Linked DNA regions of Mus musculus: regions 1, 2, 4, 5, 6 and 7 are each linked to region 3. The links are chromatin contacts, called in public Hi-C and promoter capture Hi-C maps. All regions are on one chromosome and are shown on one strand. The core of a region is the stretch at or near the end of the contact, and the rest is flanking DNA. Distances in the headings are between cores, read along the strand shown.

The links. Promoter capture Hi-C pulls out the DNA fragments that hold promoters and counts their contacts. A called contact is a pair of places that touch in the nucleus more often than the background predicts.
Region 1: a contact with region 3 is called in a Hi-C map of regulatory T cells, with 6 times the contacts expected there. The contact joins the promoter of Fkbp3 here to the promoter of Fbxo33 in region 3. A contact is called at or near these places in 1 of 39 promoter capture datasets (cranial neural crest), 4 of 484 Hi-C or Micro-C datasets (CD4 T cells, regulatory T cells and uterus) and 1 of 9 other capture datasets (liver).
Region 2: a Hi-C map of B cells shows a contact between it and region 3, with 5 read pairs. The contact joins the promoter of Rps29 here to the promoter of Fbxo33 in region 3. A contact is called at or near these places in 1 of 39 promoter capture datasets (cranial neural crest) and 1 of 484 Hi-C or Micro-C datasets (B cells).
Region 4: a contact with region 3 is called in a Hi-C map of CD8 T cells, with 5 times the contacts expected there. The contact joins the promoter of Mis18bp1 here to the promoter of Fbxo33 in region 3. A contact is called at or near these places in 2 of 484 Hi-C or Micro-C datasets (CD8 T cells and LSK cells) and 1 of 9 other capture datasets (liver).
Region 5: a Hi-C map of B cells shows a contact between it and region 3, with 7 read pairs. The contact joins the promoter of 1700031P21Rik here to the promoter of Fbxo33 in region 3. A contact is called at or near these places in 1 of 39 promoter capture datasets (pre-B cells) and 1 of 484 Hi-C or Micro-C datasets (B cells).
Region 6: a contact with region 3 is called in a promoter capture Hi-C map of pre-B cells. The contact joins the promoter of Rpl36al here to the promoter of Fbxo33 in region 3. A contact is called at or near these places in 2 of 39 promoter capture datasets (cranial neural crest and pre-B cells).
Region 7: a contact with region 3 is called in a Hi-C map of hematopoietic stem and progenitor cells, with 5 times the contacts expected there. The contact joins the promoter of Klhl28 here to the promoter of Fbxo33 in region 3. A contact is called at or near these places in 11 of 39 promoter capture datasets (the C10 cell line, the HPC-7 cell line, cranial neural crest and 7 more), 25 of 484 Hi-C or Micro-C datasets (B cells, CD4 T cells, CD8 T cells and 15 more) and 1 of 9 other capture datasets (liver).

Annotation. Positions count from the first base shown.
Region 1 is chr12:65,072,139-65,075,241 of GRCm38.p6, forward strand. It overlaps Fkbp3 (FK506 binding protein 3), which reads right to left and starts at 1,800. Exons shown (of 7, transcript NM_013902.4): 1 at 1,677-1,800. The coding sequence starts at 1,784. It also overlaps a transcript of Fancm not described here.
Region 2 is chr12:69,157,799-69,161,180 of GRCm38.p6, forward strand. It overlaps Rps29 (ribosomal protein S29), which reads right to left and starts at 1,388. Exons shown (of 3, transcript NM_009093.2): 1 at 1,199-1,388; 2 at 863-962; 3 at 1-23. The coding sequence starts at 1,260. The coding sequence ends at 15. It also overlaps Rn7s1.
Region 3 is chr12:59,218,225-59,221,456 of GRCm38.p6, forward strand. Fbxo33 (F-box protein 33) reads right to left here and starts at 1,259. Exons shown (of 4, transcript NM_001033156.4): 1 at 636-1,259. The coding sequence starts at 1,255.
Region 4 is chr12:65,171,209-65,174,367 of GRCm38.p6, forward strand. Mis18bp1 (MIS18 binding protein 1) reads right to left here and starts at 1,372. Exons shown (of 14, transcript NM_172578.2): 1 at 1,241-1,372.
Region 5 is chr12:52,600,986-52,603,923 of GRCm38.p6, forward strand. 1700031P21Rik (RIKEN cDNA 1700031P21 gene) reads right to left here and starts at 1,337. Exons shown (of 3, transcript NR_045910.1): 1 at 1,195-1,337; 2 at 1,005-1,070. It overlaps Gm35239 (a long non-coding RNA gene), which reads left to right and starts at 1,968. Exons shown (of 7, transcript XR_001780617.2): 1 at 1,968-2,938. It overlaps LOC115488100 (a small nuclear RNA gene), which reads left to right and starts at 2,803; the gene lies at 2,803-2,909.
Region 6 is chr12:69,182,784-69,186,083 of GRCm38.p6, forward strand. It overlaps Rpl36al (ribosomal protein L36A-like), which reads right to left and starts at 1,284. Exons shown (of 2, transcript NM_025589.4): 1 at 1,200-1,284; 2 at 1-382. The coding sequence starts at 353. The coding sequence ends at 33. It overlaps Mgat2 (mannoside acetylglucosaminyltransferase 2), which reads left to right and starts at 1,375. Exons shown (of 1, transcript NM_146035.2): 1 at 1,375-3,300. The coding sequence starts at 1,871. The coding sequence ends at 3,199.
Region 7 is chr12:64,964,194-64,967,358 of GRCm38.p6, forward strand. It overlaps Klhl28 (kelch-like 28), which reads right to left and starts at 1,343. Exons shown (of 5, transcript NM_025707.3): 1 at 1,216-1,343. Togaram1 (TOG array regulator of axonemal microtubules 1) reads left to right here and starts at 1,549. Exons shown (of 20, transcript NM_177805.3): 1 at 1,549-3,165. The coding sequence starts at 1,784.

The sequences.
Region 1 (3,103 bases), core at 550-3,049, 5.9 Mb after region 3:
AAACTGTTATATGTTCCAAGTCTCTTGAAATGGTCCAAGTCAGGTCAGTGGCGCTTAAGAGTCTAGAAGAAGAAAAACAATTAAAAACTTTACAGTCTACCTTGGGATAAATAAGCTGTTTAAAGACAGCTTAAGAAGTACAGTATTGAGGTATTAAATGCCCAACTCTACTGCTGAACATCATAATGGCTCAAGAGAATACCCATTAAAATGGCAAGTGGGTCTATCCGCAAAGGGGCCTTTTCCTTTCACTCTTGTATATTCACTCAAACAGTTCTACAGTGTACTACACGTTTCATAAATATGGCTGGACCATATCCTGACGCCTGGAGAAGTGTGAGAGTTCTTGGGTCTCCCAACAAGATCTTAAGTGAAAATACAATCTTCTCAAAAGAACCCAGAAACTTTTTAAACCGAAATGACAGGACTGTAAAAACACAGGCATGAGTATGTGAATGATCACTGGAAAATACCCATTTAAATGTCACTAAATGCATTTTCATATTTTGGAATCACACAGCACTCGCTATCTTGACATTTTTGAATCTGAAAATCTGTAGCAAAACTTAATTTAGGCTGCACCTTCTATTTTAAAATGGTAGATTGATGCACATCGTGTATGACCACTGAGGTGGGGCAGTGGTGGAGAGCGCCTTTAATCCCAGCACTTGGGAGGCAGAGGCAGGTGGATTTCTGAGTTCAAGGTCAGCCTGGTCTACAGATCGAGTTCCAGGACAGCCAGGGCTACACAGAGAAACCCTGTCTCAAAAAACAAAAACAAAGCAACCCCCCCCCCCCGGAAAAAAAAACCTCAAAATAATTTAACTGAGGTACAGAACATGACGTGATGGAGCAGGGCTGTTATTCCTAGCACTTGCTAGATGAAGGTAAGGTCAAGGGAGTTTGAGGCCTGTCTGGGCTATGAGATGTTGCCTCCAAAAAGATTAAGGAGTCGGGGGGGCTGGGGTGGGGGTGGGAATGAATGACCCTTCCTGAAGGGCAAAAACTCAAGTCTAACAAAATAACCCGTGACTACAAAATGGGTGGCTAAGATGCGGACAGGGCTGAAAGCTGCATTATACAACTAGAATTTTTCAAATCTGCGTGCTTATAATCACAGAAGCCCGCCGTATTAAAAATTCACATTTAATTCCCCTAAGGTTATTTTGTAAAAGATTTGTAACAAAAAAAGTTAAAACAGTAATATGTGGGTTTCTGAAAATCACGGATCATAGTTCGGTATTCAGTACATGGGTAAGACAAACTAGATGCACACGAGGCTCCCTCGCATCCTTACACCCCTCCCTCCCATTTCCCAGTGGCCAGCACTGTGCGCCCCGGCAGCATGCACTCCCGAGTCCTCGCCCCCGCCTCAGACGCCAGCATTTCAGGGTCCTTCTCCTCAGGTCCTCGGCCCTCACAGATCCTGTCTGGGATTTAAATCTACGGCCGCAGCTCCAGGGCCTGCCCTAGGAAATAAGGGCCGAACCCCGCGGAATCTGGGGCGGCCCAAGGGGCGGGAGAGTGGGAGCTCACGCGGGCCGCTCAGGCCTGGCCAGCACCGGCCACAGAGGGCGAGGGCGGGGGCACCGAGGAATCCGGTATGTAAGGCATCTCCGGGGGGGGTGAAGCTGCCCCGGGACGCCCCGGCCTGGCCGCCCAGATGCCTTTGGTACCGAATCTGAACCGTGATCCTGCAGAAACTTGATAATGTCCTTCTTGGGCAGCTGCTCGCTGCGCAGCTGCTCCACGGTCCATGCACGCTGCGGAACAGCCGCCGCCATCTTCCCCTGCTGCTGCCGCTGCACTGAGCCAGCCCGCCTCAATCCGGCGCGGTCCCGCCCTCAGGGCGTGGCCCGGGCTTACGCCACGCTCTAGGGGTGGGGCCTCCGCCTTTTGGAATCAGCCCACACTTTCTACGCAGCCCCGGCCCTGAAGGGTGGCCTGGGCATGCGTGGCGCGCGAGGAGGCGGGGCTTCTGCTTTGCTGAGCCTGGGGGTTTCTTCCGTCCACTCTCTGTCCCCACGGGTCCTGCGCGGGACTCCGGGGCCCGGCCGCCATGGTCCTAAACCGGATTGACTCGTGAGCTAGGGTGATGTCAACACTGGGCTGTGAGGGCCTTGTTGAGTAGAATGAAAATCTGTGCAGGTCTCTTGGCCAGCGGCATGCAGTGATGATGGCAAACCTTATTTTGATGCTTTCTGAGGCGTTCTTTGGGCAGCCATCACGCCCACTTGTTTATTATTTACGGCTTACGATGTCTTTAAAAGTACAGATTGTAAACGGTTTAAAGAAAATAACAGCATTCGGGTTTTCAATCTCATTTTAGGCTAGTTCTACTCTAATCTTATCTGGATTGGCCTAGTCCTTGCCCATCAAACAATTTCCACAAAACTAAATGCAAACCTCTCCCGACAGAGCTTTGCCTACAAATTTAGAAACTTGAATAAAACAATGTAATTACGCTGTACTTAAAATACCTCTTTACGATAGTGAGGGTGGTGTATGTACAGCAAGAGCTTCGCGTGTTTGTACTTTGTTTCAGTAACTGAGGAAATAGATGTTTACCGATTTTGTACTGGTACCCAAGACTAAAAGCAGAAAGCTGTCACTAACAGAACTGGGCAAGAACACTTACTGCTCTATAGCTGTAATCATTATGTGAGAGTTAAGATATGAAGTGTATGTCTGTAGCACTTAGGAGCCCGTATAGCCCCTTACAAGATGAGGCAGGACATTGGCCAACTCAAGGTCATTTTGGTCTGCATGCAGAGTTCCAGGCCAGAGTGGGCCTCAGAGCAAGAACCCGTGTGAAACAAAAACATACGGAGGAAAACAGAAAAAGAAATCCCACGACAAAAATGTATTTGTTTTAGTTTCTCAATGAATGCAGGGCCAGAGCACATTCTTTAGACAGACAAAACATTAAAACTGCCATTTGTATAACACAAAACTGCATTTTCTCAGCATAGATGGAGAAAAATATTATTTATCTCTACTTTTGCTTCAATCATGTTACGGTTACAAACGATGACTGAATGCTTGTCCTGGGGTCACGAAGTTATGTATCTTAACCCCGTATGTAGTATGTCGTTAGCAGTGA
Region 2 (3,382 bases), core at 138-2,637, 9.9 Mb after region 3:
CCATTCAAGGTCGCTTAGTCCAACTGAAAAGAAAAAAACAAAACGGAGTCTATTACTTAGACTGTGATTCTGGCATTTATTTCCACTGGTTCCCCCTAGTTATTCCCCGATACAAGACCACACAAAATTACATTAACCATGTCATGTACTCCGGAGTTACTAAATAGCCCGTTTCTGCAGTTCATCTTAACCCGAAAAAACCTAGACCAGACGGAGGAGGGACCGATCCTGACACACTTGAGTCATTCAAGTCTCTAAACTGTAAGGCTAGGCTTACAGTAACTATTTCATCAATAATGTAAGTCTGAGCTTAAAACTCTCTGCTGCACCTCAGCAGTGTCAAATACCATGCAGGCCCATTAAACACAAGTTTATTTAAAACTGGTCCCGCAGCTGGGTGTGATGCACACCTTTAATCCCAGCAGAGAATCTGTGTTCCAGGACAGCCAGGGCTACGGAGAAACCCGGTTAAAATACTTTTTAAAAAAATTGGTACAAATAAAAAGCAGATGAAATATATATACAGTGGTTTTGACCAAAAAAGGAGACTTTTGAGACATCAACCTTAGAACAAATAAAAAGCCAAAACCCTGGCTAAAACATAGCAGTGTGTTCACTAGATTCACTTAGGTTTCGGTGTGTGAAGTCTAGAGCTCTTCCCAGTATGATCAAACATCCTGGGCCAGAAATTTAAGACACGTATTGGGTTAGGAATATTCAGTTACTATGTAGAAACTGCACCACCTCCTACCCACCTGACACCTAAATCTGACCAGGCATTAAACCCTTCACCCTTCCCTTCTGGAACTCTTAAAACCCTCCGCTGTGTGCATCGTGGACGGCAGCGACCAACCGCGCGTACCTTAATGAAGCCTATGTCCTTCGCGTACTGCCGGAAGCACTGGCGGCACATGTTCAGCCCGTATTTGCGGATCAGACCGTGGCGGTTGGAGCAGACGCGGCTGGGAGGAGGAAGGACAAGGAGATGGCCTTAATGGAGCCGCCACAGTAAGGTACAGCACTCCTCAGCTTCCCCACCACCCGCAGCAGGGCCCGCCCGGCCCGGCCTAGCTAAGCCCGTAATGGCGACGGCAGCACCGAACGCCCTGCGCGCCGCCCGCGGGCCTTGAATTTCCGACACCCAGTCACCAACAATGGCCCTTCCCTCTAACCGCGGTCTCCACAACCCGCTCCTCACCAAGAGCGGGAACCCTGGCCGAACTTCCGTGGGTGACTCCAGTAGAGCTGCTGGTGACCCATCTTGCCTTCAGACGCCCAACGAGGAGAAAGGAACGAGTCGGCTCGCGCAGGCGCTCTTCAAAGTTTTTTGGAGCTACACGCTACCCAGAATACAACGCTAAGACGTGACGCGTACGCCGTGCGACAACATTGGTCCGCGTGCTCTGAGTGACATTTCTAAGGCTGGCTGGGCGGGCACAGTGAGTGACGTCACGGCCCGCCGCAGCTCTAGTATCTCCCCGTCGCTCTCAGCGCTCGCCGGGCGCGGTGGCGCACGCCTGTAGTCCCAGCTACTCGGGAGGCTGAGACAGGAGGATCGCTTGAGTCCAGGAGTTCTGGGCTGTAGTGCGCTATGCCGATCGGGTGTCCGCACTAAGTTCGGCATCAATATGGTGACCTCCCGGGAGCGGGGGACCACCAGGTTGCCTAAGGAGGGGTGAACCGGCCCAGGTCGGAAACGGAGCAGGTCAAAACTCCCGTGCTGATCAGTAGTGGGATCGCGCCTGTGAATAGCCACTGCACTCCAGCCTGGGCAACATAGCGAGACCCCGTCTCTTTTTGGACACTTAATAATATTAACATTATTCTCACTTTCTTTTTAATTCACCCTTTTCTCATATAATACATTTCAACCTTAATTTTTTACATTGTCTTAACACAAACGTTCGCTTACAAACGTGATTTTTTTTTTCCTTTACTCACTACTGACACCTACTGGCGTGAAATTATATGACAACTTAAATCAAGTGTAATGAGTAAGAGTCAACGATAGGGGCCTCTTATTAAATCTTTTGACCTCATATACTCCAAAAAGAAATCCACATCATTCCATGGATGGAAAATAGGGTCTTACGTATATGTGAGTATACCACCCTTGATACCTAAATATAATCGCCTACATTTACTTTTCATTTGTTTTTGTGTAGACAAGACTGGCCCAAGACTCTCATTTTGCCCATAATAGACTCACACTCCCTATCCTAATGTCTCAGCCTCTAATAATGGGCTTGCTTGTGCCACCAAACGCAGGCTAAGTGGATGAATATGAAGAAAAGTAATATAAAATAAAAGTTGTTTTCATCAGATAATTTAATAGCAAAACAAGTAACGACAAACTTCAAAAGACAAATTTATAAAAAATAAAAAATATATAAAATAAAAATAAAACCTAAAATTGCACAAAGCCCTGCCCCCTGAAATAAAAGCTTTAACTAAATCTAGAATGTAGCAGAGTAAAATTAAGAAAAAAAGCCTTTTGTAGAAGACTTTTAATAGAAACTTTAAAAAAAACTTTAAAGTATGCTACTTCAAAATTTTGGTAGACAATCCTTACCCAATTATTTCATAATGAAAGAGTCACAGATTTAAAGACCAGATATAATTTAATGTCTGTTGTCAGTCTTCAAATCTAGTGTTTTACACAAACACACACACACATATACACATATACAAATACACACACACATATACACATAAACAAACACACACACCGCGATTCCCTCACCTTTTCAATTCCAGTTCTGTTGTTGTTGTTGATCTATCTCTCTGTCTTGCTTTGACAACATGTAATACAACTAAACAAACGGGAGAACACAGGAGGGTACTGTTGCTAGACAGAGTAAGAAGATAACGCTGCTGAAGGACACAGCTCACTGGTGCCTTATTTTTCCTCTCATCAATCAGTACCTGTTACTATTACTGGGATCACTGCTTTGCCAAAACAGGTAGCCATGCCCTTCCTGGCTAGCCAGGCCTTCTGGAAGAGTCTGGCTAGACTGTTCACTGCCTTTTCTTGGGATCCAAAGAGCATTTGTGTTTTCCTAGCTACCCCTGACAGATTGGCTAGCATCGTGACAATAAGTTTCTGCCAGGGGCTGGTGAGATGGCTCAGTGGGTAAGAGCACTGACTGCTCTTCCAAAGGTCCTGAGTTCAAATCCCAGAAACCACATGGTGGCTCACAACTACCTATAATGAGATCTGACGCCCTCTTCTGGTGTGTCTGAAGACAGCTATAGTGTACTTATGTATAATAATAAATAAATATTTAAAAAAATAAGTTTCTGCCAATCTGGAAAATAGATTTCTGCAGGTTTGAGTGTACACATCTGCCAATTTACTGATAGTTGCCAAACTTTGATTTAT
Region 3 (3,232 bases), core at 9-2,508:
CACAATGAGTCTCATACTTAACCCCCACAGTATGCCCAGCTCCTTTATCCCACCCCAAGTTAGGTAGCGTTACTTTTGTGTGAATCACTGGGAGTAAGTCCAGCCTGATGGTGTATGGGATGCGGCTTCAAGTCTGACAATTTTCCTCCCCTAATGATTTTAACTAGCACTCCTCCCAGTCTTTGGACATGGCCCAGGCTAGTAAAACTATTTCAGGTAAGAAAAGGACTGTTAAAGAATTCTTATAGGTTAATTCTTGTAATCATGGACATCAGCAAGGAAACTTACTCACCTCGTCACTATGAATTAATTACCCATCACCAATGGTCAAATTCAGAATCAGAAAACCACCTTATTTTTTTGTACAGGCCTCACCCTTAACTCACAACTTTCCCACGCATAAGATAATGGCATTGCCCAGCAGCTCTAGCCCATGGACAAGAACGGATGAATGAAAGCATGCCTGAGACGCTCCAGGAGTCCCGTTATCACCTCTTCTGTCTCCGGAAATAGTCTGGTCAGGAACGGATAGCTGCACCTACACAAGGCCATCCTGAGGCCGGCCGGCACACCCCACGGGATCTTTCCCAAGGCCAGCGGAAGGCCAGACCCTCTCGGTCCCCACGCAAGCCTACCTGTTGTTCCGGATGCTGAGCAGCACGCACAACACCAGCTCCAAGTAGATGCGCAGTACTTCCAGCCAGCGGGAGGAGAGCTGCAGGGCCTCCCCGTCTTCCCCTCCGGTGCCCGTGTCGGTGCCGCCGCCGCTACCGCCGTCGCCCGGGCCGCCGCCTCCGCTCAGATAATTCTCCGCGGCGAACTCAACCCGCAGCTCCCGCACGAACCAGCCGCACTTGCGCATGAGGAACTCTAGCCGCGGCTGCTCCGCGGGCGAGACGCGGAGGCAGATGCGGAGCTGGGGCCACAGCGCTGGGTAGAAGAGGCACTCCCGCCAGTGCGAGCAGGAGGCCGAGGCCCGCAGCCGGTCGGGCGCCGGCAGAAAGGAGAAGATGTGCACGATGAGCTCGCTGGGCAGCGACGCGGCGCCGGCCGCCTGCCCGCACAGAGCCATCCGGCTCGGCCGCCGGCCGCCCGTCCCCGGCCGCCTGCGCAGTCCTCGCAGCAGCCCCCGCAGCCGGCGCAGCTGCAGCAGCCGCAGCCGCTGCCGCCGCCGCCACCGCACCAACCGGGCGGCCCCGGCTCGGGTTCGCGCTCCCGGCGGTCGGGGTTGCGGCACTGACAAGAACAACAACATCAATGACAAGGAAGAAGGGGGCGGAACCGTCGTGCGCCTCGGCGGAACCAAGTGCACTCGGACCGGCTGAGAGGGGGGAAAAGCTGGCGCGGGGAGGCCTGCACGCCGCTGACTTTCCGTACCGCAAGCAAGTGCTCCCCGGCCGGCCCGGGCAACGACCTCGAAATCCTCTCTCGAACGGACCAGGGATGCGGAGGCGACCGCGCTGCTTCCGAGGAAACCGTGGTTCTCCCGGTACCCGGACGCGGAGGCTCGGTAGTGGTAGGGACTGAGAGTGACGTCACGGCGACGGGCGGAGCCTGGCGCGGCTTTGCGAGACTTCCGGAACCGGGGGAGCTCCTGGTTGCCTGGATCGCGCGGCACGTGACCGTTGACGTCAGCGACCCGGGGCGGGGCTAGAGGCGTGGGGGCGGGGCCACTCTGGGCGTCCCTCGCCGGGTAGGTCTGGCCCTTGCAGCGTGCTCGAGGCGGAACCCCGGCGTGCTGCGCTAAGTCCCGACGCTTTCTCATTCGCTGGGCTGAGGTCGCGGCGCCCGAGGGCTCGCACGCCGGCTTCTTTTTACATCTTGTTCAGAGCAGGACAAAATCGGCTTCCCAGGAAAGGCGGATCGTGGCGGCACGCGGACCTTCCTCTTCCGACGTGCGGAGGCCGCACACGCCCCATTGCTGAACCAGTGACGGCAGCGCCACCTTTCGTCTTTAGAGGGGCAGGAAAAAAATGGCTAACGATTTTCATCTTGAGGGCTGGTACCCAGACTTAAATGCTCTCTGAACCCTTGTCTGCAAAAGTTCTGTATAATTAGTATGTTTTATTAATAGCTAACGATCACTTAGTGGTAACATCAAATTAGGAAGTTAAGACAGGTTTTAATTTTCAGTTTCTTAAAGTCATTGAAGTGTTTGTGAAGAGAGCTGTGGATACCTCTTCAGTGTACCACTGTACTTCTGTAACAACACACCCCTGTATACAAAAGTAACATGGATGAAATAAAGTAGCTATTTTGATAGTCTCTGATACTCCTACAAATAAGTTGGAGAGGAGAGCTTTTCTTTAGTTTGGTGCCCCCAAAGAAAGGGATTTTAAAAACAGCCCTTCACGTTCTCAGCATGCGAAGTATCTCAGTCAAATTGTAGGAAGCAGCGATATCTAAAGGGTTAAGAGATTTTTTTTTTCTTTTCGTTTTTCGAGACAGTTTCTCTGTGTAGCCCTGGCTGTCCTGGAACTCACTTTGTAGACCAGGCTGGCCTCGAACTCAGAAATCTGCCTGCCTCTGCCTCCCGAGTGCTGGGATTAAAGGCGTGTGCCACCACGCCCGGCGTGGTTAAGAAATTTTATGTCTGCTGCTTCAAACCACACTAAGAAACTAGCTAGTCTAGATATCTTTAGCTCTGTGATGTAACAGCAGACCTTCTGTCACATTTCTTTTATACAGTTTGGTGTCACGAACCTAGTAAACTACCAATAATAGTATTTTTTTGTTTTTGTTTTTGGTTTTTGTTTTTTGTTTTTTGAGACAGGGTTTCTCTGTATAGCTCTGGCTGTCCTGGAACTCACTTTGTAGACCAGGCTGGCCTCGAACTTGGAAATCCGCCTGCGTCTGCTTCCCGAGTACTGGGATTAAAGGCATGTGCCACCACGCCCGGCTCAATAATAGTATTCTTTTACCTCTAAATTTACATCAGCTCAGTTGGTACTTTGAATAAAAAATGTATTCCAGGTAGGTCATTTCTTTGAACCCTTGTCTGTAAAATTCTATGTAATTACCGTTTTATAAGCATTCAATGAACATTAAGTGGTAACAGTAAATCAGGGAATTAAGACTTGGATTTGGACTTCAGTTTCAAAGTCATTTAAGTATTTTGAAGAGAGCCGTAGACTTCTGGAGCTCCACTTTAGTTTACACCTCTGTTATGGCTATTCTTGGATGCCAGTGTGACTATATCTGGAATGAAGTACAATCCAGAAATGGAGGGCAA
Region 4 (3,159 bases), core at 122-2,621, 6.0 Mb after region 3:
CTCCCCAGTAGAACCCTGCTGCAGCACTTCTACCCAAGCACTGTTACACGCTTGGTGAAATGTATGTGTAAATTTTCTACTAGCATGATATCATGAGGAATGCTTGTGTGGATAAACCAGGCATATTCAAAAGACAAATCCTGCAGGAGATTTAAATAGTAGAGCACCTTACCACCTACCAGCTCCTGCTTCTCCTAGTGACAATTCATTTATAAATCTCAATTCGATGTACTCAACAACAAAAACAATAAGAACATTAAAAACTGCAGAAGGATTAAATGGCAAAACAGACTTGATAGCCACATTTTAAAAAACCCACATCACATGCTTATGAGCATAAGCACGTTAAGAAACCCATAAAACAACAACAACAAACCATACATACTGGCAACATTACACGGATTCAGCAGGTTATAGCTAGGAATATATATGTGTGTGTGTACATATTTGCAACTGTTATTGGTGAAAATGAACCACTGAATTTGAAAGAGAGTAGGGAGGTTTGTAAGGGAGGGTTTGGAGGGAGGAAGGGGGGAGGAGAATCTAAGTAAATTATAATCTCTAAAATAAACAACAACAAATGCGCCTGACTGTACAGTGTTATACTTTAAGGATAGGATGAAGGAACCTTCTGTTTTTCTTTTTTATTATTAGATATTTTCTTCATTTACATTTCAAATGCTATCCCCAATACCCCCCCCAAACCCACCCACTCCTGCTTCCTGGCCCTGGCATTCCCTCATAATGAGGCATATAATCTTCGCAAGACCAAGGGCCTCTCCTCCCATTGGTGGCCTTGTACAAGGCCATCTTCTGCTACATATGCAGCTAGAGTCAAGAGCTCTGGGGTACTGGTTAGTTCATATTATTGTTCCACCTATAGGGTTGCAGACCCCTTCAGCTCCTTGGGTACTTTCTCTAGCTCCTTCATTGGGGGCCCTGTGTTCCATGGAACTTCCTGTTTTCCAAACAAAATCTCTAACATCTACAGATGCCTGCAACAAGCATGGTATTCAATCCTAAGAACGCATAAGCGGCTGCCTCTAGGAATGCTGGGTCCGGAGACAAAGAGTTGGGCATTCCCACGCTACTCCTCACGGAGACTTCGGATTTTAGAACAAATCTCGGGCGCTAGGGCAGCAATGTTAACGAGCGAACAGAGCAGAAGTTAGACGCCCGAGAAGAGTCAGGCGGGGACCCGGCCGATCGGTCCGCGAGGCTGAGCGAGCAGAGGACCTACCTTGGTGAGGACAGCAGCTCGAGGCCGTGGTTACCCAGGGCTCGCAGCGCCTCAGACCCACGGAGGCCCGGGCAAGGGCTCCACGCGTGTCCGCAGACTGAAACTCCGCTCGCCTTCCTCGTCCACTTCCCCAGCACGGACAAATAGCGCTGGATTTCAAATCCCGAGAGCCCGCCCCCCGGTGCCTGCGATTGGCCCGCGCAGAGGTTGCGACACGGCGCGTCTTCCGGAACTCCAGGAAACAGGAGCACAGCCCAGAGCGGCCCGAGGCTGTGAGAGCGGAAAGCGTCCGACCGAAGCCCCTCGGTTGCTCGTGGAGTTTGTTTCTCTCCACAAGGCGGGCCCCCGGGAGCGCCTCGCCACTCCTCCCGTGATGCTCCGCGGGGAGAAAACCCCACGACGGTTGACGCCCAGCGGCGCTTACCGAGGCGCGATTTACTAAATTTGACCCTTGCGGGCCACACTTGTTAGTTCTAGGCTGCGCTTTCTCAGTGTAGTCCGTTTCTGAGGAGAAAAACTGCTTTAGAGAGTTTGAAAGAATTTTTCTTTCAGTTTGCTGTTTAGATTTTCTTCGGGCCAGGAAAAAAAAAAAAAAAAAGTTGCTCCCAAGTAGTAGACTGAACTGGCTCTTCCAGAGGTCCTGAGTTAAATTCCCAGCAACCACATGGTGGCTCACAACCATCTGTAATGGGATCGGATGCCCCCTTCTGGTGTGTCTGAAGACAGCTACAGTGTTCTTTATAATAAATCTTTGGGCCGGAGGGTGGCGCACGCCTTTAATCCCAGCACAGAGGCAGAGGCAGGCGGATTTCTGAGTTCGAGGCCAGCCTGGTCTACAAAGTGAGCTCCAGGACTATACAGAGAAACCGTCTCCAAAACAAAACAAACAAAAAAATTCAATTCCCAACAACCACATGAAGGCTCAACCTTGTACACAACCATATCTGTACAACTATAGTGTACTCAATATACATAAAATAAATAAATTAATCTTTAAAAAAAAAATCTAAGGACCATAGTAGAATTTCTTTTCTCAGTGAATGTCGGTTGCAGTGCGTTTTGTGGCACTGGTTCCTGAAGTCTGTTTTGCCACTTGATAGTACATGCCTGTTATCCTAAGACTGGGAGGTTGAGGCAAGAGGATGGAGAATCAATCGGAGGGCAGCCTGTAGTATGTGTTGGGGCTCTGAAAGGAACTGCTTCCCCTACAGATGTGTTATATCTCTTCCTCAGCTGCCAGGGAAGGTATCCACAAAGCTGGCATAGCAGTTCTGCTCCAGCGGTTGAGACACAACACACCTCACACAGGAGAGTGGTTGCCTTTAGAAGAAGCAGGGACCTGAGCTTGATTGAGGCAGGGATATTATATTGGAATTCTTGGCGGGGGACCCCGAGGGTGGAGACCGAGGGACTCTGTTTCTTAACCTTAGTCTTGGGCTTGCGATCAAGTAAAGGTCAAGGTGGTTTTTCTCTTAGCCCTGGTCTTAGGGTCAAGTCAGGAGCATGGTGTTTTTCATTTGCCCTTTGACCATACCTCTATTGACTCACAATCCCAACAGGGGGCCTGGGAATGCGGTGGGGGGTGGGGGTGGGGATCATGAATTTAACATTAAGAATGGAAGTGGGCTAAGTGGATAATGTAGCTCTGCTCTCAGCTAGTCCAAAGGCTTAGGTAGTAGATTAAAATTTTAAATCTATCTTGGGTCACAGAATGAGTTTGAGGCCAGCAGGGATGACCTAACGAGATCCAGTCTCAAAACCTAAAGAGTGCTAGGGTGTGGTTTCATGGCAGATTACTTACTATGCACAAGGCTCTAGGTCCTTGTCCTAGGGAAAAGAAATTTAAGTGACTTTTTTCAGATTTCTGAATCATAAGTCAACCAACTATTCTAAGTTAGAAGCAAGTGAGAGGAGAGGAA
Region 5 (2,938 bases), core at 87-2,586, 6.6 Mb before region 3:
TTTCTTCTATAATCTCTATCTCAAGTTAATTTTTCACTTGAAAGAAAAGAAAACTAAATCTTACCCACATACTTTGGAGTCCTCAGAAGTACTGAAAATCAGTGAGATTGGTAAAGGCGCTTGCTATCCAGCCCAATGAATGAGGGTTTTATCCCTAGAACCTACTTGGTGGAAGGAGAAATCTAACTCCTGGCAAATTGTCCTCTGACCACAACACACATGCAAAGGAAATAAATAAACAATGCAATAAAAATATTAAAAGAAGTACTAAAACCCATTTAACCTCATGGGGATGTTGAGATAAAAATCATTAAATTAATGCTTGTTTACTGACCTAAACCTGAAGTTGGCTTGATTAAGCATTCATTCAGACATCTGAATGTTAGTTTATGGAAACAAAGGGAGGGGGAGGGGGAGAGGTGAGGTGAGAGGGAGGGACTGTGAGGAGAGGGAGGGAGGGAGGGTCTCAGAGGAGAGGAGAAAGGGGAAGTTGCAATCTAGATGGAAAGTAAATAAATACAAAATTATCATAAAAGGCAGGCTAATAGAAAGTTACACCAAAGCATTTTTAAAAAGCATCTAATTGGAAATTTTAATTCAATAGACCTGTCATTTTCACTCCTGTTTTTCCTGGGGGAAGAACAGTGTTTTATTACTTTTCAAAAGTTGTTAGAAAACAACCAACTTTCTTTTTTTTTTTTTTTGAGACAGGGTTTCTTTGAATAGCCCTGGTTGTCTTGGAACCCACTCTGTAGACCAGTCTGGCCTCGAACTCAGAAATTCGCCTGCCTCTGCCTCCCGAATGCTGGTATTAAAGGTGTGCGCCACCACCGCCCGGCTCTGCGTGACTTCATAACCCTTCTTTTTCTGCATATCAGAAAACCGGTGCCAATTAAACAAGTTTTAAAATTATTTTCTCATGCCAAGTTGGAGGAAAGATGGGAGGACGAGGAGAAGGGAAAAAAAAAAAAAAGAAACTCTAGTTAAATTAAGTAGTAACTTGCCTTGTCCTTCGGTAGTTCGTTTGTTAATGAATTGAGACAGTTTGTATAGGTGTTGTACAGGACTATCTTCTGAAACAAACAAAATCTATCTTACCACATTCTGTAATGTCTACTGGCAAAAGATCATCTCAGCTGGGCTTGTTGACCCACACCTGCTCATAAAGGGGCAGGGAGGTCAGGCGACCCTTACCTGAGTATCCACCCTACCTACTGTAGTACGCAATTTTATCCATAACTAGAAGTGGCCTCGCTGAGGGGAGGGGTAGAGTCTGTAACCTAGGAAGACTAAGGGAGTGGGGTGGCTGGGTGGAGAAGTCTTCATCCCGACTGGGTAAAGGCTTTCTAGGCGTAACTTGGGGGGATGAACACCCTGGCTCTGTGAGCAACTCCTCCTTTACGTCATAGAAGGAAGCTCAACTCACCATTCCCTCCGCAGAGTGTCCTTTGGAGGACTCTTCTGTTTGCTGCTGGAACAAGGATAGGCCTTGTCTGTCTGCTCAAGAGAAGGAATTTTAGCTGACTAGCCTAGGCTGGGCTTGTATTCACTATGTAGGGAAATCTGCCCTTGAACTTCTAGTTCTTCTCTGTTTCCCACCCAAGTACTGGGATTACAGGCAGGTGCCACACCACAGCCGACTAATGGTGATAATTATAAGCACACAGGAAAACCTTTGCCCAGACTTCATTCTGAGAAATACTGAAACCACACCAAACTAGCAGTTTCTGACCTTTGTCCCTCATTTTACAGCCCACAAAGCTATGACTTGAACAGCTAAGACTTCGCTGTTATTTAAAATTACAACAAATATTTCCTCCAAGTAGGTATGTTTTACACATTTGTATCATAACAGGGCTAACATGTCATTTAATATACAGGAAAAGGAACGGAAGTACAAGAGTGACTCTGCTATTATTCTACTCCAAAGTGAGCAGTGTAAATCCTTAAATTTCCCTCTCAGGCCAAGTAGGTGGGCTTCCGCCCTTGCATCTGTGTTCCGGATGTTTGGTTACCAGGCAACGTCTAGCGCCTGCCAGACACCTGTGAAGGGGTGCGGCCCCTGGTCCCCGAGCCTCGGTCCTGGACCTAATCGGCGCCTGCGCAAAATGTGCACAGGCAGGCGTTACCTGCGACCGGCCACCCGCAGAGAGTGGACGGGCGTGGCCGCCCAGTCAAACTCGCGGGTCCAGGCCGGGCAGCGCCTGCTGGGAACAGACTGTACCCCAGGCTCTAGAGGACCTCCCCAAGCTTTTGCTGCGTTCCTAGAGTATGGTGCCCATAGTTCTGGGACCGAGTAGGCTATGCTGGGGAGGGGTCACCTGGCGGGTTGGGCATACTTCAACAGGCATTGGACTAGTGGAACATAGGTAACAAGTGTCCTGTTTTAGTGTGTGGGGGGAGTAGGTGATCGAGTCAGGGCCCTGGTCACTTAGCTGCCACACATTTCTCAAGCTCCCACACAGACGTAGGAGAACAGCGAGCCTCCCAGCGTGCCGGATAGCGGACTGCTTAGAGAACTCACTCCCCTCCCCAGGCCTCTAGAGGAAGGCTCTTACCCAACATGCACCAGGAGCTAATTTGCATAACCCCAAGGTAAACCACACGGACCCACGCCGCCAGCGTGATCCCCACTAAGCAGCAGGGGTTCATGAGCATAGCTACACAGTTTCACTGAAAAAACTTTTTCTTTGTTCCCGGGTTTACTGGGAGGCTAGGAGAAAAACGCGGGTCAAAGTCACCCTAACTTAAAAAGTCAGGAATTCTTCGTCCTTATATAGTCCACGGCTAGACACTACGATCGTGCTCGCTTCGGCAGCACATATACTAAAATTGGAACGATACAGAGAAGATTAGCATGGCCCCTGCGCAAGGATGACACGCAAATTCGTGAAGCGTTCCATATTTTGGCTCTGCTTACTATGAACAGGTCATTGGA
Region 6 (3,300 bases), core at 34-2,533, about 10 Mb after region 3:
CTTCAGTATTTTCCTCTCAGAGAACACAAGTTTTAGAACTGGATCACTTGGCCCTTCCTCTTCTTGTCGCCTCCCAGTTCAAAATGCTTGCATCTCTTAATGGCCAGCATCCTCTTGGATCTGCAGTTGGGCTCAACACACTCAAGCCTGAGCACAATCTTCTTTGTGGTTTTGGCCTTCTTTCGAAAGATTGGCTTTGTCTGCCCACCGTAGCCACTCTGCTTGCGATCGTAGCGCCGCTTTCCTTGGGCATACAGGGAATCCTTGCCCTTCTTATACTGGGTCACTTTGTGAGGCTGATGCTTGCCACATTTCTTACAGAAAGTCCTTCGGGTTTTTGGTACGTTGACCATGTTTGCAGTAGAAGTGTCTGCGATGAGAACTGTAAGAAAGTTTCAGACATTAAAGATCTTCAAACTCGAAAGTTTTAAACAGGTATAATTTGTAGGAACATATAAAAAAAAAACAGTAATGTTCGAAAATTTGTGAACCCACCAAGTACTCATTTCCCACGTGAATAAAAGGCCAACACGCAGCTGAGTGGATGAGCACTGGCTTAAACACCGGGGTTCAATCCTTACCACTTCAAGCCTATAGAAAAACTGTTTTTTGTTTTTTTAAACTAAAACGAGGCATTAACAGTTAAAAACTCAGACCTGATGGAGTGTGTCCTGGGAGGCTGAGGCAGAGGATTGCTAGTTGAGGTCTGCCTTAGCGTCCAAAGGAACTGACACTTGGAGTGGCCATTACAGTTCTCCCCAAACCAGCGTCCAATTTCTTAGGTCTCACTGCAAGGACAACGCAGTGGCGTCCGGGTAGAGAAGTTTTGCTCGGACTACCCCACAGCAATTCCCTCCGTTTTCTAGCTACGAATGGCTTACAACGAAATATAGTCGTTTCTGCAACAACCGGGCTCGTTCCTTCCCCCCAGCCACGTCAGTCTGTTTTGGCTTCACCCCCTCTAAAGCACCGTCACTCTCCAGCGGGCCCGAAGGCTGACGTGTCGTTAGCAGCCAGCACGCCTCGCCGCCCGGGAGCCGCCATGCTGGAGCGGTCTCTTCCGAGAGAGCCGCGGGCTGACCTCAAGCCGCGGCGGGCAGCACCTGCCCCTTTCCGACGCCTCAAAGAGCTAGGTCGGCTCCGGCTTCCAGGCGACCGCGGTCCCCAAGGAAGCAGCTACCGCTCTGCTCCAGACTTACCGAGAGACCGGCCGCCGCGATCCCCGACTCAACCGCACGCGCCGAACAGGAAAGGGACGAACAGAGCGGAAGTCGGAACTGAACCTGAGCGACGGGAATGCGAACCAATAAGCAGCGGCCTCCTCCGGAGGCTTCTGAGAAGCGCCAATCAGCGCCCGGCGGGGCGGGGCGGGGCGGAGGGTGTGGGCCGGAGGGCCCGGGCGCTCGCAGGCCAGTCGCGGCTTGTCAGAGCGGTCGCTGCCGGAGCGGGGCGAGGCTGCGGCGTTCGGTGTCGCCGTTCCGCCGTGCGAGCAAGGATGAGCGCGCAGAGGACGCAGAGCCACGGGCAGCGCAGGTAAAGGAATCACGGTGTCGGCGACCGCGGCGGGGCTTCTTCCGGGACCCCCGGGTGCTGAATGGAGAGGACCGAGGCGACGTTGAGCCGCGGCTCGTAGCGGCGGGGCGGCTGCCGGAGCTGCAACTGCCAGAGAGGATGCGCGGAGCCCGGGCGGCGCGAGGCAGTTGAGAGCCTTCGGGCCCCAGGACGCCGGAGCCCGGGATGAGTTAGCGAGGGCCGCCGCGGGGGCCAGTTCCTAGGGCTGCAGGCCAAGGCGACGGCGCCGCCCGCCCGCCCCTTCCGTGCAGAGGCCGCCAGCTTCTTTTCCGCGCCCGCGCTCCGGGCCCTGGAGACCATGAGGTTCCGCATCTACAAACGGAAGGTGCTAATCCTGACGCTCGTGGTGGCCGCCTGCGGCTTCGTCCTCTGGAGTAGCAATGGGCGACAAAGGAAGAGCGACGCCCTTGGCCCGCCGCTGCTGGACGCGGAGCCCGTACGGGGTGCGGGCCACCTTGCTGTGTCCGTAGGCATCCGCAGGGTCTCAAACGAATCGGCCGCTCCTCTGGTTCCCGCGGTCCCGCGGCCGGAGGTGGACAACCTAACGCTGCGGTACCGGTCCCTGGTGTACCAGTTGAACTTCGATCAGATGCTGAGGAACGTCGGTAATGACGGCACCTGGAGCCCCGGGGAGCTGGTGCTGGTGGTCCAGGTGCATAACAGGCCGGAATACCTCAGGTTGCTGATAGACTCGCTTCGCAAAGCCCAGGGTATTCAGGAAGTCCTAGTCATCTTTAGCCATGACTTCTGGTCCGCAGAGATCAACAGTCTGATCTCCAGGGTGGATTTCTGCCCGGTTCTGCAAGTGTTCTTTCCGTTCAGCATTCAGCTGTACCCGAATGAGTTTCCGGGTAGTGACCCTAGAGATTGCCCCAGAGACCTAAAGAAGAATGCAGCTCTGAAGTTGGGGTGCATCAATGCCGAATACCCTGACTCCTTCGGCCATTACAGAGAGGCCAAGTTCTCACAAACCAAACACCATTGGTGGTGGAAGCTGCATTTTGTATGGGAAAGAGTCAAAGTTCTTCAAGATTACACTGGCCTTATACTCTTCCTGGAAGAGGACCACTACTTAGCCCCAGACTTTTACCATGTCTTCAAAAAGATGTGGAAACTGAAGCAGCAGGAGTGTCCTGGGTGTGACGTCCTCTCTCTAGGGACCTACACCACCATTCGGAGTTTCTATGGCATTGCTGACAAAGTAGATGTGAAAACTTGGAAATCGACAGAGCACAACATGGGGCTAGCCTTGACCCGAGATGCATATCAGAAGCTTATCGAATGCACGGACACTTTCTGTACTTACGATGATTATAACTGGGACTGGACTCTTCAGTATTTGACTCTAGCTTGTCTTCCTAAAATCTGGAAAGTCTTAGTTCCTCAGGCTCCTAGGATTTTTCATGCTGGAGACTGTGGTATGCATCACAAGAAAACATGTAGGCCATCCACCCAGAGTGCCCAAATTGAGTCATTATTAAATAGCAACAAACAATACCTGTTTCCGGAAACTCTAGTTATCGGTGAGAAGTTTCCTATGGCAGCCATTTCCCCACCTAGGAAAAATGGAGGGTGGGGAGATATTAGGGACCATGAACTCTGTAAAAGTTATAGAAGACTGCAGTGAGGAAAAAAAATATCACAATTGCAAAAGCAAAAGTGACAGTCTTCTATTTTTTATATTTGTCTCAATGGGATATACAATTGAATAAAGGTATAGGAACCGGC
Region 7 (3,165 bases), core at 93-2,592, 5.7 Mb after region 3:
GGTGGCACAGGGCTTTAATCCCAACACTTGGGAGGCAGAGGCAGGCAGATCTCTAAGTTGGAGGCCAGCCTGGTCTACACAGGGAGTTCAGAACAACTAGGACTAGACAGGAAAACCCAGTCTCAAAATAATAAAATAAAATAAAATAAAAATTGAGAGATATCCATTTAATACAAAGAGGGACAGAAATACTTTTGCATTTGAAGAATATAAGCTTGGAACTTCAAATTATAACTCAGTCTTTTCTCACTGAAAAGTAATTGTATTATTTCTTTTAAAAGTCTGCCGAACAACAACAAATCTGTTTTCAAGCTTGGTTTGACAGTGCACACTGGTAATCTCAACAATCAGAAGACTGATAGGAGGGTCAAGACTTCAAGACCAGCTTGGGCTATACAGTAATTCAGCATTAATGTTTCAAATACAGACACACAAAAAAGTTGCTCTTTCATGCCCCAAAGGGGTGTGGCCGTATAGGAGATACTCTTAGTTGAACTGAGTCTATTTATAGTTTCTTTTACAAAAAAAAAAAAAACACTCATCAGCTATCAAATTCTCATTTTGCTTAAAATAATGTCTATCAACCTAAATCCTCTGTGCAGAATTCTCTTAGGACTGTAATGCTAAGAACTTGCACCACAACTGAAATTGTCTAGCGATCTCCGTCTCCAGGAGACTGAAAGACTGCAGAGACTCTGGAGTATCCTAGGGGAGATGGGAAAGGTGGAGGTGGGGCGAAAGGAAAAGTCCCACAGAGGAGTTAAAAGATAAAGGCTTTAAGCACTCCGTTTAATGCAAAGGGGAAAACACTGATTCTACCTATCTATAAGAAAACTTGGTGATGCGGACAATGAAAAGGGACAGAAGCCTTTAACACTCCATAGCCAGCGGGTGAAGAGAGGAAAAGGAGGCAAGGGAGAAGAGGGCGGGGCGAGGAAGGTCCCCAACGACAAGAAAGTCTTTTTTAAAAAAGTACTCTGTGTGCTTGGCCTCGGTTAGGTTCTCCTGTACTACTAAGCAGGCTGCAGGTAGAAAGAATCTTATTTTGGACAGCAGTGAGTAGAACGTTTACAATGGTAACCAGCACTGTGCAGAACATGTCGTCTCTCTCTGCCTGCTCTGGTCCAGTTCTTTGCCTCGCATTCTGGCTCCTGGGGCACTCGGGGAACACACCACCAAAGCCTGCACCACTGTATAATAGCAAAAGGAAAATACCTGAGTCCCAGGAATAACACCTGCAGCAACAGGAGGAGGAGCCACGGAAAACTGGAACCCGGGATGGGATCCTCTCTTGCTCCCGTCAAACCTCAACTCTTATGGGTGGGGTGGAAAACTTCCGCCCCGGACAAGGGAGCGTCATTTCCGTCTAAGGCCTTGACCCCGCCTCTTCATTCTGGCTACGTTCAGACTTCCTCTTCCAGGAATCTTCGGCCTATGCTTTAAGTCCTTACATGGACTACATAACCCAGCATCCACCGCGGCAGATTGGTTTCCGGGTCAAGAGGTCCGCTCTGGGTGCATCACCATGGAAGCGCTCGGTTTGGTCACGTGGTGGCCCTGGTTACGCCGGGTGGCGCCTGTGGGGTCCCAGGCTCAGCGGGGGCCATTTTGCCGGAGGCTGGCTCCGGGAGTGGAAGGCCCGAGCGGCCTGGCAGCTGACCGGAGCCGTTCCTTCTCTTCCTCTGCAGCTCGGGGCTTGGAGAGGAACTGGAAGGCTGGGCTTCATCCAGCCCTCCCAAGACGGCAATGGTTCCCTCCAGCTCTCGCTACCTGACGACCCTCCATGGCGGCCGCGCCTTCCGAGCTGCTCCCGCTGCCGCCTCCTGCGACCCCTGGTTCCTATCGCCTCCTGAGCCGCTGTCGTCCTTACGCCCCAGGGACTGATGGTCGTCGATCCGGGGGCACCATGAGAGGCGAGAAAAACTATTACTGCCGTGGGGCTGCCGGGGATCATGGCTCCTGCCCCGCGACGCCGTCGCCTCTGGCCTCGACCCTCCTGTTACCGGCGGAGGCTGTTTCAACTAGCTGGTCCGGGCCTGGAAGTGGGCTCTCGGGCGGAGATGAGGAGGAGACTCGGCTTCTTCAACTCCTGCGCACCGCACCGGATCCTTCCGAGGCGTTCCAGGCTTTGCAGGCTGCCTTGCCGCGGCGAGGCGGCCGGCTTGGCTTTCCCCGCCGCAAGGAAGCCTTATATCGGGCGCTGGGCCGAGTGCTTGTGGAAGGCGGCAGTGAGGAGAAGAGGCTCTGCTTGCAGCTTCTCTCGGACGTTCTTCGGGGTCAGGGCGAGGCGGGTCAGCTGGAAGAGGCCTTCAGTTTAGCGCTTTTGCCTCAGCTCGTTGTCTCGTTACGAGAAGATAACCCTGCCCTACGGAAAGATGCGCTGCAGATCCTGCATATTTGTCTTAGGCGTAGTTCTGGGCAGGTCCTGCGAACTCTCATCCAAGGCCTGGAAAGTCCAGATGCCCGGCTTAGAGCTTCCACTGCGCTGTTGCTCCCTATCTTGTTCACTCCTGAGGATTTGTTGCAGGGTTTGGATCTCACTGAAGTAATAATATCTCTGGCCCGAAAGCTTGGCGATCAGGAGATGGAAGAAGAATCCGAGACAGCCTTCTCTTCACTTCAACAAATTGGAGAACGACTTGGTCAAGAGAGGTTTCACTCCTACATCTCGCGTTTGCCTTCTGCACTGAGGAGGCACTACAATCGCCGCCTGGAGTCCCAGTATGGAAGTCAGGTTCCTTATTATTTGGAGCTAGAAGCCTCCGGGTTTTCTGAAGATGCTGCCCCGTGTGTAGTGAATCTTTCCAGTAGCAATCTTAAATTTGAGATTATTCCCCAGGAACTCCATGCAAGACTGTTGGATCAGGAAGATTATAAAAACAGGACTCAGGCTGTTGAAGAACTAAAGCAGTTGCTGGGAAAATTTAACCCAAGTTCGACCCCTCATGCTAGTCTCGTTGGTTTCATTAGCTTATTGTATAACTTGCTAGACGATTCCAATTTCAAAGTGGTCCATGGCACACTTCAAGTTCTCCATTTGCTGGTCATTCGCCTGGGAGAGCAGGTGCAACAGTTCTTGGGACCAGTTATAGCGGCTTCTGTGAAAGTGCTGGCAGACAACAAGTTGGTGATCAAGCAGGAGTACATGAAAATCTTCCTAAAGCT